2 separate regions of the Bos taurus genome follow, and region 1 is linked to region 2. The links are chromatin contacts, called in public Hi-C maps. All regions are on one chromosome and are shown on one strand. Each heading gives the region's core, a stretch centred on a gene start, on an enhancer-like site or on the middle of the called end of the contact. The rest is flanking DNA. Distances are from core to core; before and after follow the strand shown. Region 1 holds the start of FAM43A (family with sequence similarity 43 member A). Region 2 holds the start of XXYLT1 (xyloside xylosyltransferase 1).

Evidence for each region. A called contact is a pair of places that touch in the nucleus more often than the background predicts.
Region 1: a Hi-C map of skin fibroblasts shows a contact between it and region 2, with 5 times the contacts expected there. The contact joins the promoter of FAM43A here to the promoter of XXYLT1 in region 2. A contact is called at or near these places in 6 of 11 Hi-C or Micro-C datasets (blastocyst, liver, skeletal muscle and 2 more).

What each region holds. Positions count from the first base shown.
Region 1 is chr1:72,859,904-72,866,039 of ARS-UCD2.0, reverse strand. FAM43A (family with sequence similarity 43 member A) reads left to right here and starts at 2,277. Exons shown (of 1, transcript XM_002684829.6): 1 at 2,277-5,326. The coding sequence starts at 3,206. The coding sequence ends at 4,477.
Region 2 is chr1:72,324,681-72,330,900 of ARS-UCD2.0, reverse strand. It overlaps XXYLT1 (xyloside xylosyltransferase 1), which reads right to left and starts at 4,123. Exons shown (of 4, transcript NM_001075999.1): 1 at 3,563-4,123. The coding sequence starts at 4,066.

The DNA of each region.
Region 1 (6,136 bases), core at 1,028-3,527, 540 kb before region 2:
AGCCATGAAAAGGCCATTCCTTCTCTAAGAGACTAGGAGAGCCCAGAAAGCACGATCAGCATAATTCCTTGTTTGATCAGGAAATTTTCCTCTTTCACTTAAAAAAACTATTTATTTTATTTTGGCTGCCCTGGGTCTTTGCTGCTGGATGCAGGCTTTCTCTAGTTGCGGAGAGCAGGGGCTATTCTGTGGTTGCAGTGTGATCTTCTCATTGCTGGGGCTTCTCTTGTTGCAGAGCACAGGCTGAAGGGCATGTGGGCCTCATTAGTTGTGGCACATGGGCTTAGTTGTCCCATGGCGTGTAGAATCTTCCTAGACAAGGGATCGAACCCATGTCCCCTGCATTGGCAGGTGGATTCTTAACCACTGAACCATCAGGAAAGTTATCCTGTTTCATTGTTATTAAATGCCATCCTAAACTGCACACGTGCATGCATTATTATGTTCTATGTTTGCTATATCTGGAAAGCCCTTTAACTCTTTCCGGCTTGGTGACGTCTTGTTCATTTTAAACATAACCACCTCTGTGGAACCTTCTTTGATTTTCCTAGTCACAAAGAATCTTTTCTTCTCCAGCTTCTCAGAGTACTCTGGGATCTTCGCAGGCCATTTGATCCACTCTGTCTTCTTGTTTACATGCATGTTTCATTCATTCATTCAACAATTAAGTGGTGCCAGGCATTGTGCAGACAGGGTGCTCTCATAGAATTTATGTTCCAGCAGAAGCCCAGAGTTGGGTGAACTTTATATCCTTCACTGGACTGGGAGTTTCTTGGAGACAGGAATTAGGTCTGTCGACTCCCAGTTCAGGGCCTGGTTCCAAAAGGTACTCAGGAAAGTTAAACTGAAATTCAGTACCAATGACTCTAGAAAATTGAGTCATGGCTCAGCTGGTAAAGAATCTGCCTGCAATGGGGGAGACCTGGGTTCGATCCCTGGGTTGGGAAGATCCCTGGAGAAGGAAAAGGCTACCAACTCCAGTATTCTGGTCTGGAGAATTCCATGGACATACAGTCCATGGGGTTGCAAAGAGCCGGACACGACTGAGTGAATTTCACTTACTTTCAAAGAAAGGTTAAAAGTTAGCAAAAATAGAGGGCCAGAGAATCTCCAGGAGGGGTTACGGTTGTGCTGAGATCAGGACCTGGCATGGAAGCCAGAGACACCCAGATCCCCAGAAGCCTGGGCCTGGAGAGTGGGAGGGTCTACTGTCCTCCTGTGGGATGAGCTTGGGTGTTCCATGCAGGGTTATCAGGACACTTATTACACATTTCAGCTACAAGTGGTTTTGCTTTGAGTGAGCAGACCATAGAGGAAAGCTGGTTGTTTCAAGGGCCCAGAAATGAGTTACTAACCAAGGGTCAGGCCAGCCAGATGATTAAAGTGACAGTGTCAAGCTGGCACAAGAGAAGAGAATGATTAATGCTAAGCATTCTCATGGAGGGTGGGTGGGCATTATTTGAAACAAATAAAAGTCATTTGAATTTTTACTAGGAATTTTCATCCATAATGTGATAGTAATGTAATAAAACTAAATGCCTGGCCTGCCAAAGTAAACTGAGTTCTTAACCACACACAAGGATTATTTAGAAACTGTATATATCTCAGAAAAGTGCTCTCCCGCTTAGGCCCTGACAGAAGGCTGGGCCACTGCTAGGGGTTAGGAGCTTATTTATCAAATACACACTGTAGTGTTCACTCCAACCATCTTATTACCACTCATCTCTCTTTTCATTATCTGCTCTTTACATGTGGAGAAGGGGCTCCAAGAGAATGAAAGATGTTTTCTTTGCCCTTCTTTATTTTCTTTGCCAGAATAAAATTCTGGGGAAAAAAATAGCACCCAGTCATTCTCAGAAAGCTGTCACACACAGAAAGAAATACTATTTCCCCAACCTTTTTGCACATTATAGTCTAAATCCCACCTTCCACCGCCTCCCCCAGAAGTTTCGATGGAGACATACATTTATTCAGTGAGTTGCAATTCAGCCTGGGGGTGGAGTGTCAGAATCCAAGTTGCTTTTCCTGCGGGGTAACCCCAGGTCTTGGAGATTTCTGTAGATATAGGGGATATTGGTAAATTTGGGATGAAATTGCCAGACTGGATCGGTCTCCCTTTCCCCCCAACCAATGGCTGCAACCAGATCCCTTTAAGAGATCGGCAAACCGCCGGGCGTCCAAGCCTGAAACAGATCCTTGTCTCTGCTCCTCCCCTGTCCCCGTGCGGCGAATGGTTCGTGCCGGCCTATATTTACCCGAGATCTTCCTCTCGGACTGCAAGGATGTGAGGCTGGCGAGGCAGCTACCGCTCGTAGCACCGGAGAGGGCGCGCTGCAAAGGCTGGCAGCCGAGCCAGGGGATCCCGGGAGCCGAGTCAGACACCCTCCGGAGAAAAGAAATGAGGTAGCGACCGTCCCGGGAGCCGACCATGCGCACGCCTGGCCCTCGGAGCCCCGCGCTGCCCCCGCCGAGCCAGCCCTAACAGTGAGCCGCGGAGCCCGAGTCCCCGGCGTCCTGCCTGTGGGAAGATGCAGTGAGCCACGGGGGGATTGCTGCGCGGGGCCCGCCGCGGCCATCCGACCCACCATCGGAGCGCACTTGGGGCAAGCAACTGCTTCTGGGACCCGCTCAACCGAGGGGCTCTCTGCCTCCAGGACCCCTTGGAGGTGGGGAGTACCGACCCCTGGGTACACTCGCGGTTGAGTTTCCGCGGTTTCTGGCCCTAGCGACTGTGTGTGTGAGTGTGAGAGGGGGGGCTCTTTTCACCTTCGCCGAGGAGTTCCTGCGTATTCTCGCACCATCCCGGCTGCTTTTGCTGGGGGCTTCCTCATTTATTTGCATCTCTTTTTTTCTAAAGACGTTTTCCGCCCCACTCTTGTGCTGTCTTTCTCTCATTTTGCCTGCCTAAGACTCTTTGCCCTGATCCTGCTCAGGCTGGGATAAATCTGTGTGCTCCTTCCCTCCTCCCCCTTGCAGTTAAATCTTAAAAAAAAAAAAAAAAAAATTCGACCCCTACCTCTTGTGCTGGGTTCTCGAGCCTTATACACCCCTATTCCCCCGCCCCCACTCCGGAGTGGGCCACTCCTAGCAGAGTTTTATTTTTCGGTCTTGCCCGGGCCGAGCCCGGCCGGGGCGGGTGGCTCAGCCGGGCTCTCAACCGGCGCTCCGCCGCCGCCGCCCAGCTGCGCGGGGGCGCCCTCCGGAGATGCTGCCGTGGAAGAAGCACAAGTTCGAGCTGCTGGCCGAGGCGCCGCCACGGCAGGCGTCTAAGCCCAAGGGCTACGCGGTGAGCCTGCACTACTCGGCGCTCAGCTCTCTAGCGAGGGCGTGCCCCGAAGGCGCGCTCAGCCGGGTGGGCAGCATGTTTCGCTCCAAGCGCAAAAAACTGCACATCACCAGCGAGGATCCCACTTATACTGTGCTCTACCTGGGCAATGCCACCACCATCCAGGCGCGCGGCGACGGCTGCACCGACCTAGCGGTGGGCAAGATCTGGAGCAAGAGTGAGGCGGGCCGTCAGGGCACCAAGATGAAGCTGACTGTGAGTGCGCAGGGTATCCGCATGGTGCACGCCGAGGAGCGCGCGCTGCGGCGCCCTGGCCACCTGTACCTGCTGCACCGCGTTACCTACTGTGTGGCAGACGCGCGACTGCCCAAGGTCTTCGCCTGGGTGTACCGGCACGAGCTCAAGCACAAGGCGGTCATGCTGCGCTGTCACGCGGTACTCGTGTCGAAGCCCGAGAAGGCGCAGGCCATGGCCCTGCTGCTCTACCAGACGTCGGCCAACGCTCTGGCGGAATTTAAACGGCTCAAGCGGCGGGACGACGCGCGTCACCAGCAGCAGGAGCTGGTTGGCGCTCACACCATCCCGCTAGTGCCGCTGCGCAAGCTGCTCCTGCACGGACCCTGCTGCTACAAACCGCCGGTGGAGCGCAGCCGAAGTGCGCCCAAGCTCGGCTCCATCACCGAGGACCTGCTCGGCGAACAGCAGGAGCAGGAGCTGCAGGAGGAAGAGGAAGAGGAGCACGCGGAGGGTTGCCCCGAGGAGGAGGAGGACCGAGCCGGAGAAGGAGAGCCGGCAGAGCCAGAGGCCGAAGCGAAGCGGGCGCTGGTGGTGGCCATGCACTTCGAATGCGGGGACTTGCTGGACACGCTGGAGAGTGGCCACGAGGAGGCGCTGGGGGGCGGCGGGGTCTCGCCGGGCCCTGAGGCTGGGTCGTCGCCTCTGCTGCTGGGCAGCACCTCCGACATGAGGGCCGAGCTTTCGCAGCTTATTAACGACCTGGGCGAGCTCAGTTTTGGCAACGACGTGCGCAGCCTGCAGGCGGACTTGCGGGTGACGCGCCTGCTGTCGGGCGAGAGCACGGGTAGCGAGAGCTCCATCGAAGGAGGGGGCCCGGATGCCAACACTGCCACCGCCGGGGACCCATCCGGCCCCGCGGACTGCGCCAGCCCAGACGAGCCCCACTCGGGCTGAGCTCCCAGCAATGTCCTGTGCGCGCCCTTGGCGCCCGATCGTGATCCCCACGCGCCTCTCCACCACTTCCTTACCTCCCGACCTGCCCCAGGAAAGGGGAGATGGGACACTTGAGGCCCAGACCCGCCCCCTCTACACCCATACATATGGCTGTGTTTGAAGCGGGGCTCAGATTGCAAGTGGAGATACGGGGGAGGGGAAACCATACAAGGAAGGGGAAAGAGGTCGCCATTTGGGGTCTGGGGAAGGGAAAGGCCGCTGGTGTTAGCAAAGCCCGGCGGGCTACAAGTGCCTGCCGGCCAGTTTCCTGTTTGTGGGGCAGCTGGGGCCTGAGGAGGAGGGGTTAACTTCCTCCCCCACCGGTCATCTGGGAGGGCCTAGTGTTGTCATTGACATGGCAGTTTTTGTTTTTTTTTGTAATTGCTTTCACAGTGTTTGAGGCTTTAATGCCACCTCCTTGGACCCAGTCTTTTTGGTGCAAGAGCTTGGGTTGTTTACCTCAGATTCAGACCCTTGAAATTCTGCCAAATTCCTCAAATAACTAGTGGGGAAGGGAGAGGGGGAGAAAGAAAGTCGCATTTTGTTTACAGTTATTGACATCTAATACCTAGAAAAAGTTTTCCTTAAGAAACACACACCTTGCTCCTGCTCAAAAGATCTCACTCCGTGATACTGTGTAAAATATTTTTGCACTGTTGTGAAGTATTTTTGACATCTTTTTGGTTTTCTTGTACATAACTGTGTTCTCAGAGTCCAATGTTTATATCTTTTGCTGTGCAAAAGGGACATGTAAAATGTTGTTCAGTTGTATATACAGAAATGTGTATAAAACATTTTGTTATTTTTTAAGAGTAGCACTGCTCTGGTTCTGTTTGCACGCCAGTGGGGAAGAGAATAAAGAGGAAAATTGAACAGAACAGGTGAGCATCCAAAACTGCTTCAGAAAATGCTTGGCCATGGGGGTGGGCGGGAAAGTGTGTGACCATGACTGCGATAGGGTTGGGAGGCTAGTCTTTGTCCTTCGAAGGACTTGGAGGTGATTGAGAAGGGGGAACCCGCTTTATGCGTAGTCTGGGGCCTTTCCTGTCCTCTGAAACTCTGGGTACTGCAGCTGGGCCCGGATTCTTCACTTATTCAGTTCTATAAGCATCAGCTGTTTCTTTTTTTTTTATTTTTAAACTTTACATAATTGTATTAATTTTGCCAAATATCAAAATGAATCCGCCACAGGTATACATGTGTTCCCCATCCTGAACCCTCCTCCCTCCTCCCTCCCCATACCATCCCTCTGGGTCGTCCCAGTGCTCTAGCCCCAAACATCCAGTATCGTGCATCGAACCTGGACTGGCATCTCATGTATGAAACGAGATGCATCAGCTGTTTCTGATCTCTTTGAGGCAATTCTTGGAGATGCCGGGTGAGTTCTGTTCCTCACTGCCAGACCTGTGAGGTGATTTAGGGAGGGGTAACTTTCAAGGTCTTCTAGGGTTTTACCAGCTCCTGTGGTTCACCTTTTCCTTCCCAAACAGCTCAAGGAGCTGTAAAGATGAGAATTAGAGAATGAATGGAAGTCCCTATGAGGTTCTCTAAGGAATGGGAGCATCTCTGTTTTTCCTGAGAGGAAAAGCAAGGAGAAAGGAAAGTTAAATTCTAGTCATG
Region 2 (6,220 bases), core at 2,874-5,373:
AGTGTGTGCAACCAACAAGGTGATGGGAAAGATAATGAAGGCTAATAGGGTGGCAGCCGCTTCAGAAAAGGGGTTCAGAGATGGCCTTTCTGAGTGGTCACTATCTGAGGCATAGCACAGCACAAGAAGCAATCATGCTGTATGCCTGAGGGTGTGCCCACAGCACCAGGAAAGTCCCCCTGGGCCTCTGCAGGGGGCTGGCACCCGAAAAAGCAGGGAGGCAATGGCTACAGGGCCCGCCAGGGCTGAGTTCCCAGAAGTCAGCAGAGTAGAAGAGTGTTGTGAGACCGGACACACAACAACGGCCACAGCAGCACAGGGCTGCCTGCAGTACACGAGGTGGCACTTGATCCTCACCTCTCCCAGGGCAGTAGGGGTTAAATCTTCATTTGAGAGGAGGCCTGGGAGGCCCGAGACGCAAAGAGGGGTCACCCACGTCACCCAAATAGTCACTGGCCACCTGCGGTTTAAACGCAGTGCTGTCCCCCTCCCTCGGGACTATCTCGTGCCCAATCCAGCAGGTTCAGCAATGGGACAGGCTGTACATGGGTGATGCTAAGCACCATGGGTACCTGGTGTCAGGGGCTGTACCTGCCCCGTCTGTGTTCCCTGCAGTTGTGACTTTAGGGTCCGACACACAGCAGATGCTCAGTCATTCAGGGGACTTAAGCATACATGATGGGCTCCTGAGGGCCGGACAGAGATGACTGTGGTCACACACAGGAAACAGATTCACATACAAAAAATAAAAGGAATAAAAGCCATTTAGCTGAAAATGATAAACCCTTATCTGAACACAGCCATCAAGTCGGAAGCCCCCAGACCCTCATTCCTCATGCCTTGGTGGGGTGGTATCAATTCCTTCAGGTCATCTGCAGCTGCCTCAGGTCTTGAGTGATGGCTCTGACCGTCAGAACCAGGCCAGCAGAGGGAAAGAGTTGGAGCATGAAACGCAAACTCCAAGGAGGGAACCGGCCCTGAGCCTGGACCTGCCCTACACCTGTATTTATAGTGCCCACTATGTTCCAGGCATAGACACCGGAGATAAGAAGGCATGCGGTCCACCGCACCAGCCAGGTACATGAGGAAGACGTGCCTCTCGAATGGAGGCTCCTTGGATGGCTCCAACAAGGAAATGGTATCTGAAGACGGGCGAGACTTAGCGATGCACACAGAAAGTGTATCCTGGTGGTGGAACAAAAGAAGCAGAGGCATGTAGGCTGGAAAAAGTTGGATATATGACAGGACACTGTGGCTGGAGCTCAGGAAGGGGACAGCAGAGTCCTAGTAACGGGGCAGAGAGGCCCAGGGTGTGACCTCTGACTCAGAAAGTGAAACAATGACAGTGCTGGTCTACAAGGTGGTGTCTGGAGCACCAGTCGAGTCCGATGCCCCTGAGAGGCAAAGGGAGGCGGGGTCACCAGCAGTTACCCAGCTCTATCCAGACTGGCCCTATGATCAAAGGCTCTTGCTTTTCTCCCTTGAACTAGCAAAGGATTTCTCAAAACAATGGAGTCCTAAGGAACACCCGGAACAGGCTGCCAGGCCCTACCTCCCAACACTGCAATTACGGAAATCGGCATGAGCCCCAGGCTGAAAGAACCCCAGCTCAGACAGTGGACCCTGGACCTGGATTCTTGGCCTCCTGTACCATGGAATCCAGACCAGGTGCCTCACTATGACTGGTGGGTGTTCCTGAAGGGTTCATTTTTTCTGGGCAGGGCATAGACTGGATGCTATGGCAGAAAGCTGGAACAGAATGCTGTGGAGGGCTGGGCACAGACTGTCCCCGGTTCTGGGGGAATTCCTGGGGGAAGGTGAAAACTACGTAAACCGTGGTCAAGGGCCCAGGAAGAAAGGAAGGACGCTCTGGGCAGAGAGTACAGCTTGTGTAAAGGCACATTCAGTACTGTTAGTAGGGGAAGGACAAGGAGGTTGGCTGAGGAGCCCGGCCCCACAACAGACAGCCCTGCCAAGAAATGAGGACTTGATTCTGTAGACAACAACAACAAAAAAGGGAGTTCCCTGGAGGTCCACTGGTTAACTTCCACTCCAAGGTACACAGGTCGAGGAACTCAGATCCCACAGGCTGTGTGGTGCGGCTAAAAACAAACACCAACAGGCCCCTGAACCCTGCAGGAGGCCAGCACTGGCTCCCCTTAGTCACTCACCCAGCACAAACGCATGGTACACTAATCTTACCGCCCCTCCCCCTACCACCAGTCTCCATCCTTTAAGATCAGCTACTAAGAACCCGCCTGCCAACGCAGGAGACAGGAGACACGGGTTCAATCCCTGGGTCCGGAAGATCACTTGGAGGAGGACATGGCAACCCACTCTAGTATTCTTGCCTGGGGAATCCCGCTGGACAGAGGAGCCTGGTGGGCTACAGTCCATTGGGTCGCATAGAGCCGGACATGACTGGAGTGATTTAGTGCACATTATTTCTATCCCAAAATCACACCTTAGATCCCCTCTGGGCAACTATTAGGTCAAAAGGAGACATGTAATTTAACTGAGGCCATTAACACTAAGCTTGGACTGCAAGGAGATCCAACCAGTAAATCCTAAAGGAAATCAGTCCTGAATATTCATTGGAAGGACTGATGCTGAAGCTGAAATACTCCAATACTTTGGCCACCTGATGCAAAGAACCGACACACTGGAAAAGACCCTGATGCTGGGAAAGACTGAAGGTGGGAGAAGGGGATGACAGGGGATGAGATGGTTGGATGGCATCACCGACCAGATGGACATGAGTTTGAGTAAGCTCCAGGAGTTGGTGATGGACAGGGAGGCCCGGTGTGCTGCAGTCCACGGGGTCGCAAAGAGTCGGATATGACTGAGCGACTGAGCTGGCTGACTGAAGAATACAATCTCTCACAAGAAGAGCCAGGTGGTCCAGCCCGGAACAAGACGACTAGCTCTGCTCTGCCCTCTCCAGATCTTATATCTTTACCTCTTGGAGCACTTTCTTGCTGGGAGGAACCCGCTGCTTTTCTAAATGGGTTCATGACCCTGAAGAGAAGGGAAGAAGGAGGCACACTGAGGAGATGAAATGGTTCACATGGGGCTGGGTTTGGGCTGGACCAGTTTCAACTGAAATCCTTAGAGCTATGAGAAATGTCCCTGTAATTTGAACAACTCAAGCGGCCTAAGACCTTGTCCAGCAGACGCTGCACCTTCAAGTGACCTGCTCCATCCTCAAAAGTCAAACACTGAAAAGAATAAACAGAGGGGCAGACTTAAAGGCACTGACTGCTGAAATCAACCACATCAGGAAAGAGCGGGCTTGCTGATTCTCCAGGGGGCCGCAGTTAAAGGGAAGCTCGGATCAAGGAAGTCAGCTAATAGAGGCTCCGAGACACGCCCCCCCGGACCATGCCTGCAGCGTGCTATGAACGCACAATTCAGGCAGGGTACGGGTTAAGGGGTTAGGCTTCTGCTGGCACTGGCAATGGGCATCGCAACTAAGACACCTCCCTCCTGACCCCTGGATCCAGGCCGGGCCCCACACTGACCGAGTCACCTATCCGGAGCCTCTAGCTGGGGCCCCGCTCACCTTGCATTTGAAGCCGGCGGCGGGCGGCAGCAGCTCCCGCAGCAGGGCCTTGGCCACCTCGCGGCTGGCCTCCTCGCTTACGAAATGCAGGTTAAGCACCTCGTGCGCCTCGAACTTAGCGAGGCGCAGCAGGGAGCGGAGGGCAACGCGGGCCTTGGCCTGCAACGCGGCATTGTGTTCGGCCTTGGTGAACATCATCAGCAGGTGGTAGTCCACCGGCCCGGCCCCGCCGCCCTCCAGGCTCTTGGCCTTAGCGCCCGGGGCCGGCGCCAAGGATCCCCGCGCCAGCTCCAGCACCGGCGGTGAGGGCGCAGCAGGGGCCCCGGCGCGGGCCTCCTTCAGCCTCTTGGTGGCGCTGGAGAAGGTCTCCCGGCCCGAGCCCAGGTAGTAGAAGGCACAGACGGCCAGCGCCGCGGCCAGCAGCAGCGCGCAGTAGTGGGAGCGCACAGCGCCCAGACGCGCCATGGCCCGAGCGCACGGGGGCCCGCCTCGGAGGAGACCCATGCGCCGCCCGCCCGCGGACAGATCAGCCGGAGAGTTGCGGCAGAGACCAGTATCCCGGCAGCAAGTTAGCAGCCCCGGCAGCAGGCGGCAGCCATGGCGGGGGCGGAGCCGAGCTGCCAATCTGCGGGCGCTGATACGCGGAGAGGCGGGGCCAGGCTGCCTGGCAGCCACTGGGTCCTAAGCTCAGAAGGATTACAGTGGGGTCGGGCAGTGAGCCCGCAGGAGTCCCTCCAGCGTGTCTGAAGGAGGCGGTGAGGACTTGCACACACGAGCCAGCAGGCTGTACGGCCTGTGGAAAATGGCCCTCGTTAAGTGCACAGCCTCAGGCTCTAGAAACCGAAGCTAAGCCTTCGGAAGCAAAAAGACTAAACTGGACGCACAAAAAATTTTCTGTTTATATCTTTTCCCTCCTAATTTCTTAAAGGCTTTACGTCCTCTCCCTGACTCCTTTCACACCTTGGAGACTATCTAGGGCTGAAGAATTTAAACTAGCAACTCCTTTCCCATTCTCGGTGAAGTAGGATTGACACCCGAGGTATGAATCCCTTGCTCACCTCACTTGGCATCTCTGAGGCCGACCAGAGGCAACCTAAAGGATGTGGCCACCAGGGGGCCACCTGCCACAAACTTTGGGTGGTTCAGAGCTCCCCAGGAAGCTTGTGGGTTTTGTTTTTTTAACAGACTTAAACACTTCAAAAGAGACTTACTGTATACCCGGTAGTTTTGCAAATTCTTAACTGAGGCGTAACTGAGGTCACTTGCTCAGGTCACACAGTGTCAGGTTTGACAGAGACACACTCTTCCACAGCAGATGAGGGTGCCTATACTGACACAACTTTCCTGAAGGGCACTCTAGCAATACTAAAACCTAAGAGAACTTTCAGTTCTCTCTCCTATCCACAGAACAGTGGTTCTCAAATTTTTATTGGTACTAGCAGCACTGGCACCACCCTTATGGCAGAAAGTGAAGAACTAAAAAGCCTCTTGATGAAAGTGAAAGTGGAGAGTGAAAAAGTTGGCTTAAAGCTCAACATTCAGAAAACAAAGATCATGGCATCTGGTCCCATCACTTCATGGGAAACAGATGAGTAAACAGTGTCAGACTTTATTTTTGGGGGCTCCAAAATCACTGCAGATGGTGACTGCAGCCATGAAATTAAAAGACACTTACTCCTTGGAAGAAAAGTTATTACCAACCTAGACAGCATATTCAAAAGCAGAGACATTACTTTGTCAACAAAGGTCTGACTAGTCAATGCTATGGTTTTTCCAGTGGTCATGTATGGATGTGAGAGTTGGACTGTGAAGAAAGCTGAGCGCCGAAGAATTGATGCTTTTGAACTGTGGTGTTGGAGAAGACTCTTGAGAGTCCCTTGGACTGCAAGGAGATCCAACCAGTCCATTCTGAAGGAGATCAGCCCTGGGATTTCTTTGGAAGGAAAGATGCTAAAGCTGAAACTCCAGTACTTTGGCCACCTCCTGCAAAGTTGACTCATTGGAAAAAGACTCTGATGCTGGGAGGGATTGGGGGCAGGAGGAGAAGGGGACGACAGAGGATGAGATGGCTGGATGGCATCAACGACTGAGTCTGAGTGAACTCCGGGAGTTGGTGATGGACAGGGAGGCCTGGCATTCTACGATTCATGGGGCCGCAAAGAGTCAGACATGACTGAGCAACTGAACTGAACTGAACTGAAATGAGCAGCACTGGGGAGCTTGATAAAACACAAGGGCTCAGGCCCTATTACCTTCAATGAGCCCGGGCCTTGATGGTGATTCTTCTGCAAGCCAAAGTTTGAAAAGCAGTGCCCTGGATCTTCAGACCGTCAACCTCTCCTGCTTCAGACCTTGGCTTGGGTGTCCCTGCCTCAAAGAGTGGTCTCTAAACACCAGCCCTTGCAAGTGTCCAGATGAAGCACCATCCTCAAGGATACCATAAGGGCCACCTAAGAACTACCCAGTCCCATCTTTCTGGGATGGCAAGACTTAAAGAGAGCAAGCAAGGTGTCTTTCTTTAACCATAATATCTCCAGTAACTGATGGTGCTTGACTCACTGAATGAGCATCAGAAATACACCCACCCATTGTAAACCATCATTTTCCTAACAGAATAAGGAAAAATGTACTCAAATATTTAGCCACAAGGGTAATGCA